6 separate regions of the Mus musculus genome follow, and regions 1, 2, 3, 5 and 6 are each linked to region 4. Evidence: chromatin contacts called from public ChIA-PET, Hi-C, HiChIP or PLAC-seq and promoter capture Hi-C data. All regions are on one chromosome and are shown on one strand. Each heading gives the region's core, a stretch centred on a gene start, on an enhancer-like site or on the middle of the called end of the contact. The rest is flanking DNA. Distances are from core to core; before and after follow the strand shown. Region 1 overlaps Vangl1 (VANGL planar cell polarity 1). Region 2 has its middle 41 kb from the start of Gm25869. Region 3 holds the start of Slc22a15 (solute carrier family 22 (organic anion/cation transporter), member 15). Region 4 holds the start of Tspan2os (tetraspanin 2, opposite strand). Region 5 holds the start of Mab21l3 (mab-21-like 3). Region 6 holds the start of Vangl1 (VANGL planar cell polarity 1).

The links. Promoter capture Hi-C pulls out the DNA fragments that hold promoters and counts their contacts. Hi-C and Micro-C count contacts between places; a contact is called where the count stands out from the background. ChIA-PET counts read pairs in DNA pulled down with a chosen protein or histone mark. HiChIP or PLAC-seq counts read pairs in DNA pulled down with a chosen protein or histone mark.
Region 1: an H3K27ac HiChIP or PLAC-seq map of embryonic stem cells shows a contact between it and region 4, with 2.9 times the contacts expected there. The contact joins the enhancer-like site here to the promoter of Tspan2os in region 4. A contact is called at or near these places in 2 of 39 promoter capture datasets (embryonic stem cells and hippocampal neurons), 5 of 115 datasets of contacts at active chromatin or transcription factors (embryonic stem cells, stem cell-derived neural progenitor cells and trophoblast stem cells) and 1 of 9 other capture datasets (embryonic stem cells).
Region 2: an RNA polymerase II ChIA-PET map of memory CD8 T cells shows a contact between it and region 4, with 12 read pairs. The contact joins the enhancer-like site here to the promoter of Tspan2os in region 4. A contact is called at or near these places in 4 of 39 promoter capture datasets (hippocampal neurons, liver, pre-B cells and 1 more) and 3 of 115 datasets of contacts at active chromatin or transcription factors (large pre-B cells, memory CD8 T cells and thymic regulatory T cells).
Region 3: a Hi-C map of LSK cells shows a contact between it and region 4, with 4 times the contacts expected there. The contact joins the promoter of Slc22a15 here to the promoter of Tspan2os in region 4. A contact is called at or near these places in 3 of 39 promoter capture datasets (the SN4741 cell line, hippocampal neurons and second pharyngeal arch cranial neural crest), 1 of 484 Hi-C or Micro-C datasets (LSK cells) and 5 of 115 datasets of contacts at active chromatin or transcription factors (bone marrow-derived macrophages, embryonic forebrain, fetal liver and 2 more).
Region 5: a promoter capture Hi-C map of hippocampal neurons shows a contact between it and region 4, with 3 times the contacts expected there. The contact joins the promoter of Mab21l3 here to the promoter of Tspan2os in region 4. A contact is called at or near these places in 9 of 39 promoter capture datasets (the 3T3-L1 cell line, 3T3-L1-derived adipocytes, cranial neural crest and 5 more) and 1 of 115 datasets of contacts at active chromatin or transcription factors (bone marrow-derived dendritic cells).
Region 6: a promoter capture Hi-C map of second pharyngeal arch cranial neural crest shows a contact between it and region 4. The contact joins the promoter of Vangl1 here to the promoter of Tspan2os in region 4. A contact is called at or near these places in 12 of 39 promoter capture datasets (the 3T3-L1 cell line, the SN4741 cell line, cranial neural crest and 7 more), 1 of 484 Hi-C or Micro-C datasets (embryonic stem cells), 4 of 115 datasets of contacts at active chromatin or transcription factors (craniofacial prominence, embryonic forebrain, embryonic stem cells and 1 more) and 1 of 9 other capture datasets (embryonic stem cells).

What each region holds. Positions count from the first base shown.
Region 1 is chr3:102,157,099-102,161,188 of GRCm38.p6, forward strand. Vangl1 (VANGL planar cell polarity 1) reads right to left here. Exons shown (of 8, transcript NM_177545.5): 8 at 1-1,399. The coding sequence ends at 1,139. Among named protein-coding and RNA genes, the nearest start is that of Gm16160, 45 kb to the right of the region's middle. Within about 2 kb of position 2,168, at least 75 of the 459 cell types and tissues checked have an H3K27ac peak or open chromatin away from gene starts, as enhancers often do. A contact at or near this core is called in embryonic stem cells and stem cell-derived neural progenitor cells, where this site is marked.
Region 2 is chr3:103,384,492-103,388,842 of GRCm38.p6, forward strand. No RefSeq gene overlaps it. Among named protein-coding and RNA genes, the nearest start is that of Gm25869, 41 kb to the right of the region's middle. Within about 2 kb of position 1,605, at least 61 of the 459 cell types and tissues checked have an H3K27ac peak or open chromatin away from gene starts, as enhancers often do. A contact at or near this core is called in memory CD8 T cells and thymic regulatory T cells, where this site is marked.
Region 3 is chr3:101,922,955-101,926,837 of GRCm38.p6, forward strand. It overlaps Slc22a15 (solute carrier family 22 (organic anion/cation transporter), member 15), which reads right to left and starts at 1,499. Exons shown (of 12, transcript NM_001039371.2): 1 at 1,078-1,499. The coding sequence starts at 1,164.
Region 4 is chr3:102,732,772-102,736,840 of GRCm38.p6, forward strand. It overlaps Tspan2os (tetraspanin 2, opposite strand), which reads right to left and starts at 2,646. Exons shown (of 4, transcript NR_040588.1): 1 at 2,457-2,646. Tspan2 (tetraspanin 2) reads left to right here and starts at 1,999. Exons shown (of 8, transcript NM_027533.3): 1 at 1,999-2,294. The coding sequence starts at 2,226.
Region 5 is chr3:101,834,941-101,839,452 of GRCm38.p6, forward strand. Mab21l3 (mab-21-like 3) reads right to left here and starts at 1,283. Exons shown (of 7, transcript NM_172295.4): 1 at 981-1,283; 2 at 54-324. The coding sequence starts at 302. Gm33381 (a long non-coding RNA gene) reads left to right here. Exons shown (of 3, transcript XR_003954538.1): 3 at 1-479.
Region 6 is chr3:102,202,674-102,206,663 of GRCm38.p6, forward strand. It overlaps Vangl1 (VANGL planar cell polarity 1), which reads right to left and starts at 2,020. Exons shown (of 8, transcript NM_177545.5): 1 at 1,839-2,020. Gm16160 (a long non-coding RNA gene) reads left to right here and starts at 1,167. Exons shown (of 3, transcript XR_375921.3): 1 at 1,167-1,597; 2 at 3,128-3,990.

The DNA.
Region 1 (4,090 bases), core at 918-3,417, 580 kb before region 4:
TGGTGGTGGTCACAAACCTCAGGGATGGGACAGCAGTAGTTGCCAGGGTGGTGGGCACTGTTTGGTTTCCCGTGGCAGGGAAGCTTGGCACATGAGCTTTGTTGAATACTTGTCTCCCTGGGAAATTAGATGGCTACATGGGGCACCTGCCAACTGGGAGTCACAGTGTTGGTCTCTCCTGGTTTGTGTGAAGCAGGGCTGAGGAGGACTGGGTGGATGGGCTCCTGCTGCAGCCTAAGGGAGGTGCTGCGGCTGAATAGATCCCCAGAGTCATACCCTACTTCTCGGGAGAAAGACTGGGAGAGGCTGTGCAAAGAGCTGTGGGTATACTTGGAAAGCCAAATCCCTGACATCTCTGGAGGACCAAGCTAGCCTGGCCAGGCTGCCCACCATGTACAGCTGTGGTCCAGATGCTAAGGAGAGTGGGCGTTAGAGTGAAGCCCAGGTAGGCAATCCCAGGGCTAGGGAAGGGCCAACAGAGGAGCAGGGCCAAAAACAGGGCAGGTAGGCTCTCTCTCAGGGGAAAATGGAAAGCCAATCACTTAACAGCTGCAAAACGGCAGTGCACATTTCCTATCAGTTTCTTTCTCTTCGCAATGTAAGGCAACAAATGATTAAAAACTCAGGCGGTTGGACATTTCCTGTACTGCCCACCACTCCCCAGGGTGGTGTGGTGATGTGGATAACTACATGCACAAACACGCAAGTGGGTGTGTAGTGTTTGGCTTCCTGAAGCAGAATAAAGTGAGGCCCCTAGGATCTATGAGGTGGTAGACCAGAAGTCCAGGCGGGTGTGGTACTGGGCCACAGGCAGGGACCAGTTGTAAGGCGAGGCTCCCAAGGACACACAGCAGCTACACTTTGGTTTACAGCTGTCACAGAAACTCCAGGGAACAGCTTCTTCAGAAGTCCCATCTATTAAAGTCAGATGCCAACAGTCACTTGTTGGGGTGGGCATCTCCTGCTTCCTTCCAAATAAAGTGCAGATGGTCGAAGGATACTGGTCTATCCTCTGCCAGTTTGAGTCAGCATTGAAGAATTTTAAAAAATCTTTATAAAAGAACTTCCTCCTGGACATATATATATATATATATTTATATATTCTTTTGTTTTTCATAAAGCCACAAGTATAGAAATTTTAGACTGATGTCTCAGACTGTAAGCGAAGAACAAACTTGTGAGATTTAGGGTCTATGAACTCTTCTGAGAGTACAATGAATGGGATTTTCTTCACATTGACCACGAGGCTGAAGTCCAAGCATTTAAGGACGAAAACAATTCCATCCCGTAACCCGTTTGTCACAGCCTCCTCACTAATAAGTCTCCACTGTGTCGAGAGCCATCGATCCTTGTCATACTGCAAGGTGGGGCCCGCACTGAGGTATCGTTCAAGGAAAGCCTGAAAGCCAAGGAAGAACATTGGTGAAGTTACAAGGGTTGCTGTGCGTTATAGCTAGGCTCCATCTTGTTTTCCCTAGAAAATGTTACCCAACTACCCCATACCTTAGACTAGAGTTCAGCCTCTCATGCTGAAGGCCCACGAGACCCTCTCTGTAGAAGGAAGACTCCTTGGGCTTCGGAATTTTCTTTTGGCAATTTACAATCAGAGGGTGAGTTGAGGGAAGTGGATTGGCTACCACTGTTGATGTAACATGCCACCTGAAGACACGGGCACCTCTCCCTCCCTGCTAAAGCCAAGAATCCCCGAGGGCAGGCTGAGTGCCTGGAACAGAGACGTAGTCAGTGAATCCTGGGCAGACAGACAAGGACAACCGCACAGACAAAACTGCATGGCTCTACCACCTGCTGGTTGTGTGACCTTGCTCAGTCATTTGCCCGGTTCTCTCAACCTCGCCCACTGAGCTGCCAAGAGGTGCACAAAGCACTCCCAGTAGGCACACTGTGGGTGTTGTCTGTCATGCAGAACTGATGCATGTGTGGCTAGGGCTCCGTATGGCCAGACCCACGTCCCCTCTCCTGAGTGCTTGCTCCAGGGACACGACACCAAGCAGACTGAAGTTCTCTGATTCCACTACATCTTCATGTGCCATCCCTCCTGCTGAGAGCTGTCCCAGAAATCCCTCCTAGACCTTCACATCTTACACTATCCCTCAGATGGATCAACGTGTTCTTTTGCCAAAGCTCCTGAAACCCCTGGCGATGACGTCATGCCATAGTTCACTTCCTGAACTCTGCTGACTTGCTGTCTCCTCCCCTCGAGGCTTCAAACTTGTAGAAGATAAGAACTACGTCAACCCTGTCTTCCACTTTTTAAAGTATGACTTTCTAATGTGCCTGGCATGGAATTAAATACATACATCAGTTTGGTTGGGAGAAAGAATGAACTGACAATATAAATTGAAAAATACTGGCATGTAGCCATCTGGTCCTAGGCCAAGGTGAGGACCTTTTTGGGTTTCAAGCAATCCTCTTTCATAACTCCTCCACTCTGCCGGGCAGTGCAAGCAGCTGTAGCCATGGTGATAGGCACACAAGAAAGCGCTGCTGTGCTCCAGTGAAATCGGAGTCACAGAAACAGCCAACCCCTGGCTTTGACCAGTGAAACTTAATTCAAAGGTGCACCAACAGACAAGTGGTTAGGCAAATCTACATATCTGGTGGAATCGGGAGCAGCTATTCACAGTGAAAGCTGCGTGAGTCAGATCTGAGTGTATGGAATGAATGATCCAAGAAACCTTGAGTGAAGAAAGCAGGCTTCCAAAACGCAGGCGTGTCTAGTATTAAAGCATCTCTGCCTTAAAAGCTAGACTCAGACTCAGCTAAGAGAACACACGTCAGCCCGAACTGGAAGGAGTGGGGGGTGGGGGCAGAGTGCGGTTTTGTTGATAGTGTGGGGGTTCTAATTACTTTGTGTTCTCTCTGTCTCTGTCTCTCTCTCTGAGTTTGTGTGTGTGCACGCCTATGCATGCCATGGCATGTGTGTGCTGGAAAACAGTTTCCCGAGTCAGTTCTCTCCTTCCAGCATGTAGTTCTGGGGCCTGAACTCAGGCTTGGCAGCAAGCACCTTTATCCAAAGAGCCGTCTCACCAGCTCCAGTTTCGGTTTTGGTTTTGTTCTTGTTTGATTGGTTGTTTTTTTGTTTGTTTTTGTTTTGTTTCTGAGAAAGTTTCTGATAGGTAGCACAGGCTGGACCAGAATTCACTACATAGCACAGGGTGGTCTTGAATCCATAAGCCTTCTGCCTTGGCCTCCCAAGCAGTGTGATTACGGTGATAATCTACCACAGCTGGCTGAAAACATAATTTTCTACATTGGACTTTTCTTTTTTAAATAAAAATCCAAGAAAGCATACATTTAAAAAATGAAACGGGAATATATCAGACAACTTTAAGAAACCCTGGAGATAGGAAACCAGCGGTCCCTTCTCCTTGACAGAAGCTATTCCTCTGCACAAGGGGACAATAGTTTTCTATTTGCAACCTGTTGTATGTGGACTTTTGTAACAAAATATTCAAGTGTTCACCCACATTGCAACAGATGATATACCACAGCATGCTAGACACTCTTGCTTTTGTAAACGATTTCCAGTTTGAAGTTACACAGAATAATATTCTGGGGGTGGGCAACCTACCTTTAATGTAGAGTTGTACATACAGATACTAATTGAAAAGCTGATTCTAGGATGCCCCTTATATACTATAATCTGATGTTCAAGTCTCTCATATAAACGGGCTCACCGTTTGCATGTACCCTGCAGTTACCCGTGTACTTTAGAATGCTTAATCTCTACATGGCTTGCAGCACCTACTCCACTGTGATGCTAAGTAGCTGCTACACTGTGTTGTTTAGTGGACAGTGACAGGAACGTGTGTACATGCTCAGGGTGGCAGGGAAGCACGAACATGCACTTAGTATGACAGGAGTGCATGTGTATGCACTCAGTGCAGAGATACATGTTTCCATCCATGGCTAGCCGACTCCACAGATGGGTCCCGAGCTGACTACGGACACAGCTGTGCTGGATATTTTCCTGGGTGGGAGACGACTGAATCAAAGAAATGAAAAGCCTTACAGTTTATCATGGCTATTTCTGCATGGCTTTCCCAAGCTGGTAGTACTTGTGAGAAGT
Region 2 (4,351 bases), core at 355-2,854, 650 kb after region 4:
AGATCAAGCAATGAAGTTGAGGGCCGAGGAAATGGCTCGGAGGTTCACATGTTAGTCACAAAAAATGTGAGGACCAGCGTTCAGATTCCCCCAAACCCACATAAAAGCTGGGCCGGCATGGTGGCTCTTCTGTGATTCCAGCCATGGAAGGTGGGCACAAGGGATCCCCCAAAGCTAGCTGACTAGCAAGAATTAGCTGTCTGGGAGCGCTCTGGGTTTGATTGAGATACCCTGCCTTGTAGGACAGCAATGGAGGCTGGCTCCTGCCATCAACCTCGAATCTCTACACAAACCTCCACACATGCACCCACACATGCAAATTTACACACATACAGGCAAAACATGCATATATACATATGCGCTCCACACACATATGAAAATAGAAAACAATAGAAGAATGAGAAGAAATGAAGTTGACTCAAAGACATTTCCCACGTCTGTGATCTCCACTCCCTGTCACTCTTTCTCCTTACAGCGCTCAGGGCATGTGTGAAAGGCACTGACCTACTTTGTGCCTTATTCACAAACAGAATAACTCCAGTTTCAGATAGTGAGCTTTGAACTGCGTTTCTTGGTATTCAAGTCTCTTCACTTCCTGTGTCTTCCATTGGCTGTTCCTCCCCCTGCCCCCACCAAGGCACACCCCCAGCTCCCACTACTCCCCTTTATAGATTCCCCCACCCCAGTCTCCTCCTTCCCAGGGGTTCTCTCTGCAGCTTACTTCATATCCACACAGGCACAACTTCAAACCGCATCTGTGCTGACTGCCCCAGTGGCGCTTCTTATCTAAGCAGCGGCAGCAGCAGGCTGGGTGACCAAGGCAGCAAAAAGAATTTAATGGAATGATATTAGGTCTGTCCAGAATTGGCAGGCAAGCTGGAGACCAGGCTAGGAGAATGCACAGGAGTGTGGGGGAAGCACAATGGTTAGACACTTCTCCAGGGACATACCACAAGGGCCAGCTGGTCAGGACCTGCTGGTCCCTCAATGAACACACTGCCTCCCATCTTGGGCCACACTAGAGTGGCTGGGTGGAACCTGAGCTGTCCCTATGTCTCTGTGTCACATCCTGAAATGCTATGGGTACAGAGTCGGGGGGAGAACGGGCCTTGGCGGAAGGAGGGGCTCTTCCTCTTGCCCTCCATCCTGTGGCAAATTCTTCATACACAGGAAGAAGGTTCAGGGGCTGACACCTACCACATCTAAGATGTTTACCAGTTGACCTACCCCACAGAGGCTGTCTCAACTCCATTTTAGGCAAAGAGACTGCCTGGTTCATAGTCCCAAGATTTGTCAGGCCAGGCTAGTATTGTCTTAGACTTAGGTCTTTTTGGTTCTGCTTGGTCCCAGCTGCCACCCATTGAGTCTGAACATAGATTTCTAAGCCTGAGGACTCTGGCCCTGGCTTAAAGACCTTTGTGCATCATGATCTGCTCCTCCTCCTACCCACCCACAATTTAATGGTGCTTATCTTGAGGGGTAGGTGGTGGGGAGGGAGTGGTGGGCAGAAGTCAGCACCTTAGCTCATTTTGGCCAGGGTGGGGTGGTGGCGATGGTGGTGGCTGTTGTTTTGCACAGAGACTTTGAAGAGGTTTGAGTCAGTCTATAGACATAGGACAACTCCCTGCTCTCAGACAGTCCTCCTACATAACATAACATAGCTAACATAACATACATAACAGCTAAGCGATTAGATGTACTTATCTAAGGCTGGAGGCTCCCCACTCCCTTCTATGGCATGTGCCTTACACACACACACACACACACACACACACACACACACACACACACACACACCACACCACACACTCTGGTCTAGGCAGAGAAAATACTGTCCTCAGAAGAGCTTCTCTCCCACCATCTTTGCAGTCTGGCTGGCTTTCTTCCAGAACCATCTTTCTTTAGCTTTTAGTTTATTTTATGTATGTGGGCGTTGCCTGCATGTGTGCCTATGTACCGTGTGTATACATGCAGTGACTTCGGAGGCCAGAAGAGGGCATCAGCTGCTAGAACTGGAGTTCTAGATGGTTGAGAGTCACCTAATATTCTAGGTTGACCTCACTTAAGACTCTGTCTCACTCAGCTTCCTGAGGGCTGGCATTGCAGGCACAAGCCTGGCTCAGACAGTCTTTTGATGGGCCTTTAACTTTTCTTGTAATAACAAGCTCAGAGTTCTGCTTCCCGGCCACATTGGTGTCTGACTGTCTTTAGAAACCTGTAAAGCAGTGAGTGACAGAGCAGAGACTGCGCTCTTTCACAAGGACGCATGCGCAGGGAGTGACCGAGAAGAGACTGAGTGCTCCCACAAGGACGCATGCGCAGGAAGTGACAGAACTTTAGTCAGAAGCGAACGCAGAGGACACAGGTGTTTCAACGTTCAGGAAGTTTGAGTCCTTCAGATCTTGTTAAGTGTCCTTACAGTAGACTCTGGAGTCACAGTCTTCCCTGAACCACGTGACCCACTATCACCGCAGCTGGAAGGCGGGGTGGGTATCAATTCAACAGGTGTTGAAGCCTGGCTGTGCTTGAAGAGGTTGGTTTTGCTCATTATTGGAAAATCTCCGGGTGGGAAAAGAGAGGCTTAAACTTCTCGTTTTTTCATCTATCCAGTCTTCGTAGGAGAAGTCACACTCACAACAGCTCCTGTGACTCCTGCTTTTCATTTTGCTCTGTGTGAGTAGCAATATGGCCTTCAACGTTTTGCCTGAATGAGGTTTTTTTATTCCAGGTGACTCTAAGTGATAATTTAATTTTAGCAATTTACCACCCAGGGCCAGCAGCTGCCAGATTCCTTGAATCTTAGCTGGATTTTACTGCCTTGTTCTCTAAAATCCAATCTTCCAGCCAGCCCTCCAATTCCCTGTAGCCCTTGTTGATTCTTTACTATTTGGGTCCTTGAGTACACACATCAGAGACCAGCCGTGGATGACTTAATTAGGGAAGGAGCTGTCTTAGGGAAGCCTTGGACAGTACATGGCGTCTACAGACCTAGCCAGCCAGGCTTCGAAAACGAACAGGAGCTGGGAGTGGTGGCACACTCAGGAGGCAGAGGCAGGCAATCTCTGAGTTTGGGGACATCCTGGATTACAGAGTGAGTTCCAGGACAGCCAGGGCTACAGAGGGAAACCCTGTCTAGAAAAACCAAAAACCAACCCCCCCCCCCGCCTGCCCCGCCAATCCAAACCCAACCCAAACCCAAAACCAACCAACCCCCCCCCCCCATAACAAAACAAAACAAAACAAAACAAACAAACAGCAACCAATGACACTTAGGACATTACAATTTTAGCTGGGTGATAGTTGTACCTGTCTTTAATTTCAGCATTTGGGAGGCAGAGCTAGGCAGATCTGAGTTTGAGGCCTGCCTGGTTCACAGAGCAGAGTTCCAGGACAGCCAGGATTATACAGAGAAACCCTGTTTTGAACCCACTCCCCCAAAAGGAAAATGGTTAAGAGCCAGGATAGTATTCCTGAGTGGTGCTTCTGCCATTTGTTGCTGAGGCCCCCATCATCACTGAAGCCACCTGATATTTTGTTTGTCACTTATTTTTCATTAATGTGCAAGTGTGGAGTAGAATTCAATGATGGGTCACACTTGGGTCAGGTGATCTATAACCCTAGATGTCCATTGGTGTGAATTTTTTGTTGTTGTTGTTTTGTTTTTCGAGACAGGGTTTCTCTGCATAGTCCTGGCTGTCCTGGAACTCACTCTGTAGACCAGGCTGACCTCGAACTCAGAAATCCACCTGCCTCTGCCTCCCAAGTGCTGGGATTAAAGGCGTGGGCCACCACTATCCAGCTGGAATTCTTGAGGCTGAAGTTCTAAGAAATGTTAGATCACCAGTTCCAAGGACTGAAGACAGACAGATAGACAGGCAGACAGATAGACAGACAGACAACATATTTTCCTCCTCTGTCCTCCAGTTCTACCTTTAGTGGATGATGTCATGATTAATCCTGGCTGTCAGCTTCTCTACATCTGGAATCAACTAAACCCAAGCTGCTGAGGGGTTTCTTCCTTTCTTCCTTTCTTTCTTTCTTTCTTTCTTTCTTTCTTTCTTTCTTTCTTTCTTTCTTTCTTTCTTTCTTCCTTCCTTCTTTCCTTCCTTCCTTCCTTCCTTCCTTTCTTCTTTCCTTCCTTTCTTTTTTCTTTTCTTTCTTTAGAAAATAACAAATAAAAAAGTTTAATTTCAGAATCCAAGCTTATCATTTATAAATGCACCAAAGCACAGTGCACACAAGTTCAGATCGAGCGTGCACACAGTATTTCAACAAAATATATTTTTTTTCTAAAAGTTCTGAGGCAAATGAGTGATTTGTTTCACCCATAATATTTAATTGATTTGAAATG
Region 3 (3,883 bases), core at 249-2,748, 810 kb before region 4:
ATACATGAAGACCAGACATTGCAGTTGCAGTTCTATTTCTCTATACTAATTCTTACTCTGCTAAGAGAAAGGCTTCCAAGTATCACCACTTGAACCGATGTTCTGCCTGGTGCTGAAGTCAACTGAAGATTTTAATGGGGAAAGAGAATCAGTAGATTAAGTTTTACCTTACTGCCTCTCTTCCTGCTGCAGCATCAACACAACGTTGAAGCAACTTGTGGGCTCTGGTTATAACCGCGGCCAGCCAGTACTTCCCTTGCAATAATACCTTAACTTACTTAGCTCAGCTGTCAGCCTCACAGTGTCAGTGTCACAGACCACTTCATCCCAGGATTGCAAGCCTCCGGGACAGGGAGCTAGCTTCATTTTCTGGCCCTGGTGGTAGGGATCAAACCCAGAGCCTTGCACATCTAGGGCTTTACCACTGACTGACCTGCTTCCTAGGGACAATCTGAGCTGCTCAGGCTGGCTTTGAATTTGCCTAGAAGAAGAGCCATCCTTCTCCTGCCTCAGTTTCCATAGTGCTAGGACTACAAGAATGAACCTCTTAAAGAGCCCAAGGACTCCTAAAATCAAGAGTTTTAGGTTGAGGTGTGCAGCTGGTTTCTGAGAATTCAATACAATGAACCACACTGTGTGGATGGTATCATTTCCCTAGACCAAAGCTGGCCTCGGAGCTTAATAACCCAGTAGAACTTTAACTAGAGAGAAATAAATTCCCGTGGATGGAAAGCCCCTTTAATAGGAAGCCTCCCTCAATCTCAGAGAGGGCTGAAGGAGGCCATACTAGCTAGACCTGATCTTTTGTGGGCAGGTTGTCCATGCTTTCTCTGTCTCACTCTGTAAGGGGTTAGGGTGCCGAATCCTTTTGATCCCGGGTAATGGGTTTCATCTTTCAACTAGCTCTGGTGGCGAAGTGTCAGTGCCAGGCTCTGGGTGACAGCCTGGGAGAGCTCAGTGGCTGGCCCGCCACCGCGCGGCGCCCGCCCGCCCCCTCCCTCCCTGCGCTCTCGCGCCACACCTGGGGCCAGCCTGAGCTGAGAGCGCCCCGGGGGCCGCGGGGAGCCGGGGACTCACCTGCAGCAGCACAGCCAGCAGGAAGCACAAGTACATCTGATAGAGGCCCATCTCGCCCACCGCCTGGAACGCCTCCTCCACCTCCATGGCGGGCTCGCGCCCGAGGACCCGGCCGCCACCGCGACGGAGGACCTGGCTGCGCGGTGGCTGAAGATCGGGCGACGGAGCGACCGAGGACTGAGCCGGGCGGGGACGGAGGGCCGAGCGGCAGGGACCGGGAAGGAGGACCGGGCGGACCGCGGCCGAGGCGGGGACAGAGGACTGGGCCGAGCCGGGGGTGGAGAACCGGGCGGGGCTGGGGCCCAGGCGCAGGCGGGACCCTGCAGACGACCGGGTCCGGGGTCGCGGCGGAGATGCGATGCTGGTCGCCCCGGCGCGGCCTCCCCGCTTCCTGTCAGAAGTGACAGGAATTTTTGGCGAGCGGTTGGCTGGCGCGCGGAAGGGAAAGAGGAAGTGGGTGCGGCGCGGGCGGCCAGGGCGACTCACGGGAGGGGCCGGCAGCTCCACGCCGTGTCCCGCGGGGTTCGCCCCTTCGCACAAAGCGGTGGAATGCGGGGGCGCTCAGAGCTCTAGAGCCTTCCGAGAAGAGGGCCGGGAGGCATCTGTCCCCTTCCTCCTTTGTCTTGCTTTAGGTACACAGGGTCAGATGTAAGCTCCGCGCCTCGAGACATCCACTTAGTAGTGCCCACTAGGCCCACGGACAAGGGACAAGGGACAAGGGCAGGGGGTCATGGTTGCCAAGGTCTGTCAATGGAGTTTGGCACAGGGCTGAAGAAGTGTGGGGACAGATTACTAGTGGCCCCACACCTAATCCTGTTTTGTTTTTAAACTATTGCAAGTATCTAAACCAGCATATCTCAACATGTGGGTCAGGACCAAAGACCCTTTCACAAGGGTCAGATATCAGATATTTACATTACAATTCATAACAGTAGCAAGATTACAGTTATGCAATAACAAAAAATTATTTTTATGGTTAGGGGGTCACCACAACACGAGGAACTGTGTTAGAGAGTCACTGCATTAGGAAGGTTGAGAACTACTAATCTAAACTATCGCTAAGTTTACCTTTGCTTTCTGTTGGTGTGATAATAGCATGACAGAAGAAACTTGGGGGCGGGGGGGGGGGTGGAGTTTATTTGGCTCACAGTTTCTCTCAGAGCCCATCATTGCTGGGAAGTCGAGGCACCAGGAACTTAAGCAGCTAGTAACATGGCATCCACAGACAAGAACAGAGGGCAGTGATGTGATGGATGCGCTCACCAGTGATCAGCTAGTTCCCTCACTCATTCGTTCAGACTAGGGCCCAACCTATGAAATGGCCTCACACATATGGGGGGGGGGGGCTTTCTAACAACCCAGTTTTTAAACAAATTCCCTCAGAAGCATGTCCAGGGCCAACCTACTCTAGACTGCTCCTCACTGAGTGAATGGGAACTTCCTTCCCAGCCGAGGCTAGGTTTTGATCGTTAAAACGAACCATCCCCTGAATATAATACAGAGTATAATGGATGACCAGGAGGTCCCCTTGTCTTGCAAGCATTCTTGTTGTGCTTCCACAATTTCCCATTAATTATGTCTGCTGTTTATAACTGCCCTTTAGTGGTCATCTACCTAATTATTGTAATAAAATGATACAATGTTGACTATGGCAGGGTTGGAAGCAGCCAGTGTGGTGGCCACAAAAGATGAATTGGAAGTGCTTAAGCCAGTGGTGGTGGCAGCAGCCATAGAGGCAGCACAGACCTTTGATTCCAGCCCTGGGGAAGCAGAGGCTGGGCTCAGCTACAGAATGAGATCCCTGGCAGCCAGGACTACAAAGATAAAGCAGCAAGACTTCCCTTTAACCATATGGTCTAGCTTTCTTGGCAGGCAGTGCTCTCTGTGAGAAGAGGGAGGGGCAGGGAGGAGAGGGGTCACTCAGCTTTGTTTCTTATTAAAGAACTTTTACTATTTTTTTTTCTAAAAATGTTTCCATTTTTATTTACGACTGTTTTGGGAATAAACTTGCTCATTTTGCCCTCCTAGACCATGATCTGGCTGTATTTGCACCCCACTTTTCGTTATTTTTATTATGACATACTTTGTTTAGTGTTACATAGTTATTTATTAAATAATTCATTATTTGTTTTGCATTTTTCCCACTTTTTTTCTACACAGAAAATATTTGAATATAAAATTGTAGTTCGCAGACTTTGGAATTTTTTTTATATATATTTTGTTTAGCTTTGTTACTTTGTGATTCTTTTACTAGCTAGATAGTGTCAGTGTTTATAGCTTGTTGGCTTTCAACACTTTCTCTCCCTAGCCATCTTTGATTTATTTAAGATAAGCACTGCTGTATCCCAAGTTGGCTTCAAATTTGTTATATAGCCAAGGCTATCCTTAAACTCCTGATCTTCCTGCTTTTGTCTTCTAGAAGGCTGAGAGAGCAGGCTAGCCAGCCTACTGCACCTTGTTACAATCTCCTTTGTAAAGAGTGATTATGTGAAAGGGTATACAATCCTCTAAGTACTATTTACCCTGATTTACCAGTTCTCCTAAGCAGTATTTTGTAATGGTATTGTAATTTGCTCTTTAACCAGTGTTATGTTTTTGAGCATTCTTTTTACCTTTCTAGTTAAAAGTTGTACCTTTTAACATTTTTTAATTATTATTTATTTGAACATTTTGTGGGCAAAGACAATATTAAATCCTAGAACTGCCTGACTTTTCCTGGGACCTAGCATCATTGTATTACAGTGCATTCATTGTAAACAAAACAAAACAAAACCCTGCACCATATGTGTTGAGAACAACACATGGT
Region 4 (4,069 bases), core at 1,396-3,895:
TGTGGCCAGCTCAAGTTCCTGCTGCGGTAACGGTAACTTCCATCGCTTGAACTGTGAGCTGGTTCCTCCTTTGCTGCTTTATCACAGCAACAGGAAAAGTTACTAAGCTAAGGGTTCAGTACATACTGCAGATCTAAAAGTGTCACGTTAGGCATGCAATGAAACATTTCTAGTAAATGCACAAGGGTTACAGGATGAGAGAACAATGGATTTATTATATATCATAATAGGAATTCTGTTTCCAGAGACTACAGAATATATAATCTGTAAATATTACAGACATAAAATTCAACAATGTAACACAACAGTATAATATTACTGTTCCCTCAGTTGATTTACTGAATGCCTACTGGATAGTAGAGACCACTTATTAATTTAGTTCCTCTTTCAAAGCAAAACCAAGGTGAGAGAGAGCTATAAGTGTAACTGAAACCAGGGCTTCGCCTCCGCATACTTAATGACTTCATCTTTGTCTCCAGTTCACTGTTACTACCAGAAGCAGCACTTTCATTTGCCTTCTCAGTTTCATAAATAAAATTCACTAGCTTTTCAAAGATGGAAATATGCCTGACTGTAACACGGAAGAAATTGAATGAATGGTTGGTGAGGTCCTGGCTACCTTATATCATAATCTCATGTGCCTCACTGATCTCACTGTACATATATTAACTCCTTAATCTTCACAACTCTTTTGAAGCAGGTTGTACAATCTCCATACTGAGATGGGAAAGAGAGGCCCCAAGATAATGGGGTAATGTGTCACATTAGTCAAGTGCCTGCCCTCTGTGATTTGTTCTGGTGAGCTCCTGACTCCCCTCACCTTGGCCATCTCTCTGACTCCTGCTCCCAGGCTAGGTTGTACTTCCTCTGCTTCCTCCCCTGACCCCCTGCTCTCTCTACTGGCACCTTTTTGTTTGTTTGGTTTTGGTTTTTTGAGACAGGGTTTCTCTGTATAGCCCTGGCTATCCTGGAACTCACTCTGTAGACCAGGCTGGCCTCAAACTCAGAAATCTGCCTGCCTCTGCCTCCCAAGAGCTGGGATTAAAGGCGTGAACAACCACTGCCCAGCTACTGACACCTATTTTACAAATTAGGATCAGGTCCAGTCTTCTTGAAAAGCCTTCCTTAGTCAAGGCAGAAGCAGTCTCTTGCCCAGCTCCTAGCCCACCCACCTCACCTTGTTCCAAAAATTTGCTTACAGATCTGTGCCCTCCAGTAAAGATGTGATAGCAAGCCTGGCATTCTTCTGGTGTCCCCAGGGCTTGCTACTATGCCTGGCCTATAATTGGCACTTAGAGTGTTGCTAAATTAATGCACAAGCTCCCTGATTTTACACTTTCCTGTCTCCCCCGTGCCGTCTGACACCACATATTGTAGACACTTAGTCAACTGAAGTGAATGCCCGATTCTTCACCAGTCGCCTAGCTTAATAAAAACAAAGCAAAACAGAACTCGCTCCCTTTCCCTGATCTACACATCTCAGTCTAGACCCTAAGAATCTGGACTTCTTTCAAGGCCCCCGATCTATCAAACCTAGCAGGATGTGAGTGAGAGGTCTGACTCCCTTTCCCTGATCTGGTGGGCTGGACTGGGCAGGGTGGGAAGCAGTGTCAGGGCCCAGGGCCTCCGCCTGGCGCGCCTACTCCCAGTTCTTGCCTATTAAGGTAACAGTCCTCTAGGAACGCAGCGGCAGGAGGGAGGGTCCCCAGCAGCGGCCTCCGCCCGCGGCCTGGGCGCTTGCAGGACTCTGCTTAACTGCAGCCCTGGACACTCTGCCTGGCGCCTCACCACAGAGTCTCTACCGGCTTCACCGATCCTATTAGCTTTACCATCTGAAGTCACCTCCCTAGGTTTCCATAGACACGCAGGATAACTTCAACCATCATCGAGGGCCTCAAGGGAGTCTGGGCACCCGGCACTGATTAAATGGACCCCGCGTTCCGGGTGGGCGCACATATGCTCGGATAGCTACAGGAGCCCAAGCCCACCAGCGTGGACGAAGGTGGTGCTACCTCCAAGGGCCGGAGCGGGTGCGTGGGACCGGGATCTCCACCCCAGGGCGCCCCAGCCACAGCCAGCTGGCCGCTCGCGACCAAATCCCCGCCCGCAGACCACGCCCACAGGTCACGCCCCTCCCAACCCGCCCCGCCCCTCCACCGGCGCCCGCCGCTCCCGGGGCTCGGCGCGGGCCTGGGGAATCGGGAGCCCGCCGCCGGGGTCGCAGCATGGGGCGTTTTCGCGGGGGCCTGCGGTGCATCAAGTATCTGCTGCTCGGCTTCAACCTGCTGTTCTGGGTGAGACCCGAACCGGCGGGCCGGTTAGGGGGCCAGGGTCCCCGGGGAGGTGACCGCAATAGAGTTGGGCCATAGGAGAGGGCAGGATGTTCAGAGGCGCTAAGCAGACAAAGAGGGAGGGGACATATGGAGGGGGATAGGACATAGAGAAGCTTGAGCTACCAGAGGTGATGAGAAGAGGAGACACGGTGCGATGCTCCCCCGAAAGAAGCCATCATCTTCGGCGGCATCGCCCGGCGGGTGGCGCCAGGTGCGGGGATCTAGCGGGCCCCAATATTCCGAGGGCTGGGGGCCTGGCGGCCCGTGCTCCCTGCATCCTGCTGTGTACACACACCCACTTCTCGCGCTGCCTTCTCTGGGGAACCCGGCGGCCGGGCCAAGGCTCTGGGAGGGAAATCCCTACCGTAGGGCTGCCTGGGGTGGCGCCCCAACCAAGAGTGTGCGGACACGCCGCCTGGCTCTGGTGGTTTGTTGGGAAAATAACGGACAGTAGAGAAAATTGAAAGAGTGGGGAAGATCGTCCTTTTCTTGGGCATTGGCGGGGGGGGGGGTCTTCTGGGTGGGCAGTGGTGGGTGCTCTTTTACGAGGGGTTGGAAAATGGAGGGATTTTGGAAGAGCAGCAACATCCCCCTAGGGTCCCTGCGTACAACCAGTACTCTTGAAATGATCTCATTCAACTTTGCAGGGTGGTGTAGACCTGGCAGCATTCCCTGGGTAGAGATGCATAGAGACAGCCAGAGAGAGTGCCATGGCCCCAGTCTACTGTGTTAGCAGGGCATAGTTAGAGGTGTACCATCCCTGGAATACTCTCTCCCGAGCCCTGGAAAACGGTCAGAGGCCCATTCTGCACAGTCCCTATTGGCCTTCCAGTAACAGAATGCCAGCCAGTGTAGCTGCTCAGATAGACCCTGAGGGAAGACACGAGTCTCGCTTCAGGGGATGTGGGTAACTGCAGGAGCAGAGATGCTTTGGGATGCTTTGAAACCACTGGACTGGCCGCGATGGTTGTCCCATCTGCTCTGAGGAGGCTGGATGGACGATAAGTAATAAATTATTGAACGATGGGCCTCACTTGTGACTACCAACCCATCAGCCCTGAAGCCTGGGTGACTCCAGCAACTCTAAGCTCTTCAGAGACTGCGTGGCCATGACCAACACTGGCTAGCAATGGACAGTCTGGAGGCAGTACCTGGGGACATCCCCTGTATTTTAAAAATACATATAGACTTTGTACAACTTGGCTTTTACACCCATCACACTCCAGGAAGAAGACTTTCTGAGCGCCCTTGTGCTGTATTGTTTGTTTGTTTGTTTGTTTGTTTGTTTGTTTATAAGTCTGGCTTAATTTCGAAGGCTGTTAATTATAGGTGCCATGTTGCAGTGACACCCGTTACTCTCACTGCTTACAACATACTTTGTGTGAGCCAGGGAGGGAAGTCTCTCAGGCTGGGTTTAGTGCTTATTTTGTGCCAGCTTCTCCAGACTTATCAAACCTTTGCAGTGGGTTAGGGACAGTGCGCATGTGCAAGCAGGGCATCCCCATCTTCATAGACGAAGACGTGGGGGATCAGATAGGTCCCACAGCTGTTGAGTGGCAGAGACAGGACTCAAAGGCTGCCTCCTCCATCTTCATCCTGTGGGAGGTTCAGTCACCCAGCTGTCCTCAGAATGTGGCTCCTGGGTCAACAGCATCAGGGCTCCCTGGGGAATTTTCAGAAACATATATTTTCACTCAGCCCGGCTCGCTGAATCAGACAGTGTTGGGGAGGAGCCC
Region 5 (4,512 bases), core at 33-2,532, 900 kb before region 4:
CCATGGGATGGAGAGTTAGAGGGTGTGCCCAGGAGAGGCCAGCCCTGGCTCACCTTGCTCAGCAGGCAATGGTCTAAGTCTCCCTCTGGAAGAGACTTCATGGCTTCTTGGTCAACCCCCAGTATAGCAGCAACCTTCTGCTTTCTTTCCCGATGGAGGACAAATCTGGTGGGTAGCTTTCCCAGCAACGTTACTCTCTGGATAAAACTTCTCTGGAATTGTGAACGTGGACCAGAGACTTGACTTCTTCTTGCCTGCTCACTGCAGTTTTCCTTTCCAGCATGGAAGAATTCATCTGCCATCTTTCAGGGAACTGTAGAAAGACTAAAAAGGAGACGTGATGAAAACGAGTTGGAACTTATCCTGTTTTTTTTTTTTTTTTCTTTATCCTGTTGTCCTGGCACCAGGTGCACCTTGGTGCCCAGTACCTTACATCTCCCCGTCCTTACCTTGTTGACAGTAAATATCCCTTGGCCCTCCACTCCTGAAAATTCTGCAATTGATTTACTTCCTTACCATAAACAAATAAGAAATTGCAAACAAGCCGCCTGGTTTTTCATCATGCCCGGCACAAGGCTTGCCAATCAGATGAGGGCCAGGAGTGACATTTAGAAAAGCCTGAGCTCACAGGGACACTTGTGTATAGAGAGGCAAGCTTACATGCTCGCATAGTCACACACAGACACAGGCACACACACACACACCACATGCATTCACAGAGACACTTGTGTATATAGAGGTAAGCTCACACGCTCACACACTAATACAGACACATACATGAACTCACAGAGACACTTGTGTATACAGAGGCAAGCTTGCCCCCCCCCCTCTCTCTCTCTCTCACACACACACACACACACACACACACACACAGAGAGAGAGAGAGAGAGAGAGAGAGAGAGAGAGAGAGAGAGAGATACAAACAGGTAGATACACGCAGAGAAAAGTAGGGCAGAGAGTCCTGCCTCTCACCTGCTGACCTTAGAATGTGATTTCCCACTTGGACGTTGGCATTCAAAATATACTCAGTATAAACAGGCCCCTTAAGAGTCTAGGACACATCTAGTTTTACCAGTAAAACTCATCCTAGAAAACCGACAATAAGTTCCCAGTCTGACTGGTTGGGCCTAGTTTTACTCCAGGAGGGAAAATATCCCAGCAGCCTTATCTCCCTAAAGCTCGTGAGTATCACCGTCTTTGATCCGAAAGACTGACAGACAACAGAGCTGGCAGTCCAGTTCATGTCTGAGCAAGGCTTTCAAACAGGCAGCTCTCCAAGCCAGCCTCCTCAATGCTCAACCGCAGCCAATCCAGCCCTTCCACTCTCTCCCGCGGCCCCAAATTTGCATATCCTCCCAGACAGCTCCAAGGAGAGCCACATCAGACCCCACCCACCTCCCTCCTCCAGGCGCTGGGGCGGCCTTCTCCAGGCTTCATCTGCCAATCCCAGGTCTTATACCAGTCCTGAAAAACTGAGGATCCACAAAGGTCCCCAGAATCCCCCTCCACGCTGACTGCCTTGACTTTCCACCTGCTTTTCCGTGTCCTGGAAATCCCCTTCTCTTTACGGCACATGCTCTGAAATGGTAAGGGAATCTCTGTCCCTTGACTGCTGTTACTATAGTCATCATTCCGAATCTACCACATCAGCTTTTCACTAGTGAAACAAGAAGCTCTACCCCCTAATCTGCCTTTGGGAATTCTCTTTCCATGTTGCTTTCAACTCTGCTGAAGTCTCCCCACCCCCACACTCACTCCCTTCCCCACACACATACTTTTATTTTCACCCTAACTTCTGCTTTTGCTGGAATCACTACTGCATAGTCCCTGTCCTACGGCAGGGTCTTTCCCAATAACAATAAAGTTGCCCCGGGTTTCTGGAATTAAATGCCCACACCTTCACTATTCTTGCTCTAACACCGTCCCGTCTCAGTCACTCAGTACTACAGATTCAAGTGTTGTATCTGGAAACTTCTCTTGCTCCAAGATGGAAAGATACTTGCCAGGTATGGAGAGGGAATTCTGAATAATTGAACTATAGGAGGAACCCAGAGAAGGAAAGGCACTGTGAACTCAGGGCAGCTGCCTGTAGATGTATTCCCAGGAGAGCCACATCTGAAGATTGGTGTGTTGTGTGAACACAGCTTAGAGTAGCATGGCCTGGTTCCTAGTGCACTGGTAAGGTTCCACAGCACAGGGCTATGGCACAGATGAAGGCTCTGGCAGCTCCTATCAGACAGGCTGAGGAAAACAGGCTTTACCGGCAGACACAGATCTCTAGTTAATGGGACAACAGGTCAGCGAATGTCTGTTGGGTAAGGGTGTGCCTGAAGCACTGTGCCAGGCCACCAAGAGGGACCTAGTTAACTCAGGCTTTCCTCCGTCCTCAGGAAATAGAAATCCTCATTTTTTTTATAACATGCCAGTTTGAAAAATGGAAACCAGCTTTAGCCCAATTCAATCTGTAAGGACCAGGCAGGTGAGATGGCTCAGCAGAGATAAGCATCTGCCACCGAGCCGGAGGACCTGGGTTCGATTTCTCCCCACCTCCCAGGACCCATATGGTAGAAGGAAAGAGTGAACTGCCTCGTGTGTGCATCCACACATACATAGAAATAATAGATAGATAAATGTAATAGATTTGGAGGACCAATAACATGTTTAATGTCTGCTTTCCAAAGTATTCACAACATTTTATTTATAGTCTTGTGTGTGCACACAGAGGTCAGAGGACAAGCTTGGATGTCAGTCCTCAAGTACTTTCTTTTTTTTTTTTTTTTTTTTTTTTTAAAGATTTATTTATTTATTATATGTAAGTACACTGTAGCTGTCTTCAGATACTCCAGAAGAGGGAGTCAGATCTTGTTACGGATGGTTGTGAGCCACCATGTGGTTGCTGGGATTTGAACTCCGGACCTTCGGAAGAGCAGTCGGGTGCTCTTACCCACTGAGCCATCTCACCAGCCCCCTCAAGTACTTTCTACCTTTTCTGTGAGACAGAGTCATTCACTGTCTCAGGAACTTTGTCCCTTGCTTCCAGGCCTTCTGGGCCCTGCCTCCCATTGCTGGATCCCAGGCATTTGCCTCTGCACCCAGGTTTTCACATGGGCCCTGGGGATCTGAATTCATGCCTTCATGATTTTGAAACAAGAAGCTTATTAACTGAGCCAGTTCAAGGTTTTCAAAAACCTTAAGTCAAACCTAATATTCACTCTGAGGCATGAAGCACCCATCTTGAAAGTGATGTTTAATTGAGTGATGAGGCCAAACAGAAGAATTCAGGTAGAGGCTCAGAGAAGTCAGATTGAATCCGTCATTTTTGGAGAGGAATTTGAGCCAGAACAGCTGAGTTGAACAAGCCATCCAGACCCCAGGAAGCTTATTCAGCAGTAACTCTCAGAGGCCTAGATTAGATTGAAGAGAGGCTAGAAGCTTCCGGGACTCGGCCTAGGTTGACAGACAGAGGCAGCAAACCTCGGAGACGACAATCACATCAGGTGAATAAAGATTTCTTTTGCAACCTGCTTTATTCGCCGAAGGCAGAGGGCCTTCCTGTAATGTGTGGGGTCACTCTCCCATCTTTCTGTTGCACCGGATCACTTAATGAGTCATTTGTCACAGTTCCACCAAAAAGCTGTGTCTTTTCCTCTTGTGCTGAGGTCATTTGACATTTTGTCTGGGTTCAGAAGCAAAGGTTTCCAGACTCACACACTTGTGTGGGTGGGCAGAATCTAAAGTAAGAGTAGACCATGTGGAAAGAGAATAAGATGAGACCTAGGGATGATTTCAGGAGCATATACCCAGGACAGGAGGCATGGCTCAGTCAGTAAAGTACATGCTCAAGGATGGGGGTTTAAGTTTGAATCCCAGAACCTATGTAAAATGCCAAATATAGTGGTCCAAGCTAGTACTGAGGAGATGGAGAAAGGCGGATGCCTAAGGCTTGCTGCTCAGCCAACCTAGCCTATCCAGGGAGCGCCAGGCCAGTGAGACACCCCTGTCTGAAAAAACAGAGTGGAGGAATTCTAAGGAACTATACCTGAGGCTGATCTCTGACCTCCACATTCACAAGAACACACACACACACACACACACACACACACACACACACACACACACACACACAGCTGACTTCAACCCAGAAGGAGCAAAGCAACAGGATATGTGTCTGCACCTGAGGGAAGCCACCTTTCACAGGCTAATGCTGACAGGAATGCTGAAAAACAGCCCAATGAAAACGCGCTAGGAGCCCAGAGTCCTGTTTCTATGAAAGCCACCGCTTCGTCTGGCCGTCTGAAGAACAGTATACTGTTTCCTAGCTACTGCGATCATCCCAGCTCCAGAAAGAGCAGCACCCTCACAAAAAAGAAATCGGATGCTTACTTAACAGTAATGGCTCTGTCCCATACACAGCTGGAGGTCAGCGAGAGTGGGAAAAGCCAGGCTGCAAGGTCCAGCCGGAGAGATTGCCCAGCAGTTGAGAGTCCATATCGCTTATAGAGGACCTGGGTT
Region 6 (3,990 bases), core at 770-3,269, 530 kb before region 4:
CATAGGCTCAGTAGAAGGGAGACTGTGTGTGTGTGTGTGTGTGTGTGTGTGTGTGTGTGTGTGTGTTTTGGGGGGGGGGTCACTTTAAGGAGAAAGGAAATTAATCTCAAACAGCCTCCAGCCCAGGTGAGACCTATGATTATTAATCAGCATGATGAGGCCCCCATCCAATCCAAACTACATCAGACGCAATGCAAGGTGTGCCTTTGGGTATACATCAGGGGGATAAAGAGTACTTGGCACACTCAGCACATTAATTCTTCAACAGACGGTTGTCATGGAATTGTTACTTGGTAAGGAAACTTTTCAATTTCCTGTATGGTTTCATCCTATTGCTCAAGAAATAAGACAATAACAACTTTTTTGAGACTTGGCAGGCAGTCTCAAAAATATGACACTCACAAAGTCTTTCATTTTACTTACAAATGAAGTTGCCACCAAGTGACACTGTCAGCAACTGCATCCCTGAAAATTTCACACTGGGAGTTTTGGCTATTCATAGTGGGAGTCGCCAACCTTTAGAAATGCTAAATGCTCCTGGATATTGCTTTGAAATGTAGAATAAAACAGTTTCCTCCCACACATCAAAGCCCCAACCATATCACACTGATTTAATTCAATTCTAAAAACTCTAATTAGTGGTTACATAAAATGGCTAATTATGCCTCCCTGGGCTCCGACGGTTTCTGCCATGGCACTTACAGAGCCTAGGAGCTGTGTAATCAACACGCCCACTAGAAGGAGAAGGCTAATTAGTATTGTTGATTGGTGACATAACTTATAATATTTTTTCAGCAAACCCCGTAAAACGTATAAACACGTCAGTGAAAACACTAGTCTTCACAGCTAACTTTTGGAATTCGCCTGTAAGGGCGCGCGCACTCCTGACCACAGTCCCCTCAAACGGGTTCAAACTAACGCACGCACCAACCACACAACCATGCCAATAAAGACCCCTGCCACCCCTCCATGAACTTCAGAAGGAGCTCATCTTCGCGATCTGGGCATCACACCCGGTTTGGAGACATGAAAATTGAGATTGCCCGGCTCCGACTCTCCTCTCCTCATCACTTAGCCCACCAGGCTACGGCTCCGCCCCCACTCCTGCTTCCACCACCGACGCTTTTAAATTTTTATAAAGCTTCACACTTCTCTGGGCGCGCTGCTCGGGGCAGTTCAATGGCTGCAGGATGAAATAAGGTTCGACTGGTGTCTAAGGCTGCCCGAGTGCGGCGAGGTTGCCCAGGACAGGGACTCCTCCTTTGGCTGGGACTGGCTGCTCGCCTCTGCTCCGCCCCGGCGCTTTTGAAAGTAAACTACCTGCCTGTTGCGCTCCGCGATGCGCAACTGGCCGCGCCCCCCAGGCCTCCCGGGCTGCGGTTTTGTAAGCGAAGTGAGAAACACGAGCCAGCTCCGTTCCTGTGCTGGAAAACCGGCCAGTTGACCCCGGGTCCTGGCGGGGACCCCCATCGCGTTCTGCCCTGCAAGGCGCGTCCAGCCACTGGTTGCCTCCGACACGCCGTCATTCCCTGGCCACCACCCGGCACGCGCACTCAGGGGCGCACTCCGAAGGCCAGACAAGGCAAAGAAGTCCGAGGTAGCGCAGGCTGCCCCAGGACTCCGAGCACTGGAATGGAGCGGAGAGAGCCCGGGGCAGGGATGGAAGGACCCGCGTCTCGGGGAGCTCGACCCGGAGGAACCCAGGGGTCTCCCGGTCCGAGGGCCCGGACCCCAGTCGGACTGCTGGGGAGCAGGGACACCCGCAGTTGGCCTGACCTCCCACCCAGCTCAGTCTCGAGCCGCCGCGCCGCGCCGCGCCCGCCTCTCCCGGGACTCACCCCGGCGCCGGCCCGTCGCGCTCCACGCCCGCGCTCTCGGCTGCAGCGCCCGGGCTCCGCGGCCTGCGCTGGGCTGCAGTGGAGGCACAGCCCCGCCGCGGCCGCTGGTCTCTGCTGCTTTCCGCTTCCTGTCCCGGCGCCGCCCCGCAGCCCCAGCCCAGCCCTGCTAGCCCGGCGCGGCCGCCAGCCAAGAGCTGCGAGCGCTGCGGGCCCCGCTGCCGGCCCGGCCCACCTGCAGCGGAGGGCGGGGCACGGGGACACACACACACACACACACACACACACACACACACACACACACACACACACACGGCCTGGCCAGGGACTGACATCTCCCCTCCCAAGTGGACCCACTAGCACACAGCCTAACAAATCTCATCCTGAACACACACACACACACACACACACACACACACACACACACACACACGGCCTGGCCAGGGACTGACATCTCCCCTCCCAAGTGGACCCACTAGCACACAGCCTAACAAATTTCATCCTGAATTCCTGAATACATGACGCAGGGGTTGATGTCTCTCCACCCAGCACCCCAACATACCCCCAAGATCACACACGCACGCGCACACACACACACACTTACAATTGTGCATAAAATCCAAGCCCTCATTGTTTGCCATCATTAAAAGCTCCAACCCGCATATCCACATGGCTCAAGAACCAATTTCTACCCCTCCCCCAACTCATACATTTTTCAGCACACATAATACACTTAAACTCCAATGTAGCTCAAGAGATGACCCAGCCCGTAACCACCAACGCCCACAGTCCTACAGCAGCTTCTCCCCGCTCCTCTTCTACCAGAGCAGACATGCCTGCCTACTGGAAACTACCAGGAGAGCGCATCTCTGAAGGCAGGGAGCCAAAAGTTCCAGACCGATTGAGACCACTTCCCTCGCTAAGCTTCCTTTCCCTGTCTGGATAGTGGTGAGGACTCTAATGTCCTTGAAGGGTTGAAATTCTAGTATTAGAAAGTGCAGAACAGTTGGCAACTGTTTTTGTGAATATTCTCACCCTTCTTTCTTAGTCGTCATAGAATCCATGCCCAGAATGACAGATCTATAGCTGCCATGACAAAATGCTCCCGCGAAGGCACGCACAGCGGGAAGTGCTGAATCTGCAGTTTGTTTGCAGGAATGCTGGGGGTGATTTGCCTTGCGAAAATGCAGGCTCTTTGTGAAGTAGCCTTGTTTGGGAACCTGTAGCCTCAGGAAGTCCTTACTGTCTGCTTTTTCCTAACTCCTCTATATTCCATTTTCTCCACCATCCAGGCCACGTCCTTCTAAGTACACCCAGATGTTCACGGTGGCAGGACGATGTTCCACACTCCTAGCCTCCAGACTCCAATGACCCCACCATCTGCATGTACCTGAACTGCAGCCTCTAAATGACTCCGGAGAGCAGATCTAGAGTCCAGCATCCCGTTTCCTCGGGTAAATCCAGCTGTCTGCCCGGCATGCTTAGCTGCTAAGGTGGGAAAGCCAAAGAAGTCTGGAAACGGAGTCCCATTCACCTTACCACTTAGAACCTTCACACGTAAAGCAGAGCAAGACATCCCAGTTCAAGTGTGAGGTTCTCCAGGAGTCCTGTGTAATACTAAGACCCACAATGAATTTTCATGGAATGGCATTCCAGCTTGCTCTGGGTGATTTAAGTAACCTTATAATGTGATGCTTCTGAGAGGGGTCAGGGGAGAAGGATAACCCAGAATATTATAAATGATGAGTTCACGTCAAAGTGCTATCTACTATTTGTTTTTACCCCATGAACTAGAGTTTCAGAGTTGAAAAGTTCAACTGAAGGCATTCAGACACTGAGTGGTGGTCCGTGCAACCGAGCGTTGCACTGGATAGAGCGAGCTACCTGTGGCAGAGCTGTTCAGCACTACTAGCCATTCATCTGACATTGACTCCCCCAGCTACACCTTTATCAATAATTCAGGTGACTCCACGGGCACCACCTGCTACTCTCTTGTTTTGCTAATCCGTTTATTTCAAACTGCATAGGGGAAGAGCAACACTATGCATTGGGTTCTTTTCCAAATGTCAACATGCCTACCTTCCATGCGTGCAACAGCAGCTTCCTGGTCTTATATTTTCCGTCCCTCCCTCCTTCCCCCAAGGCTTGTAATGCT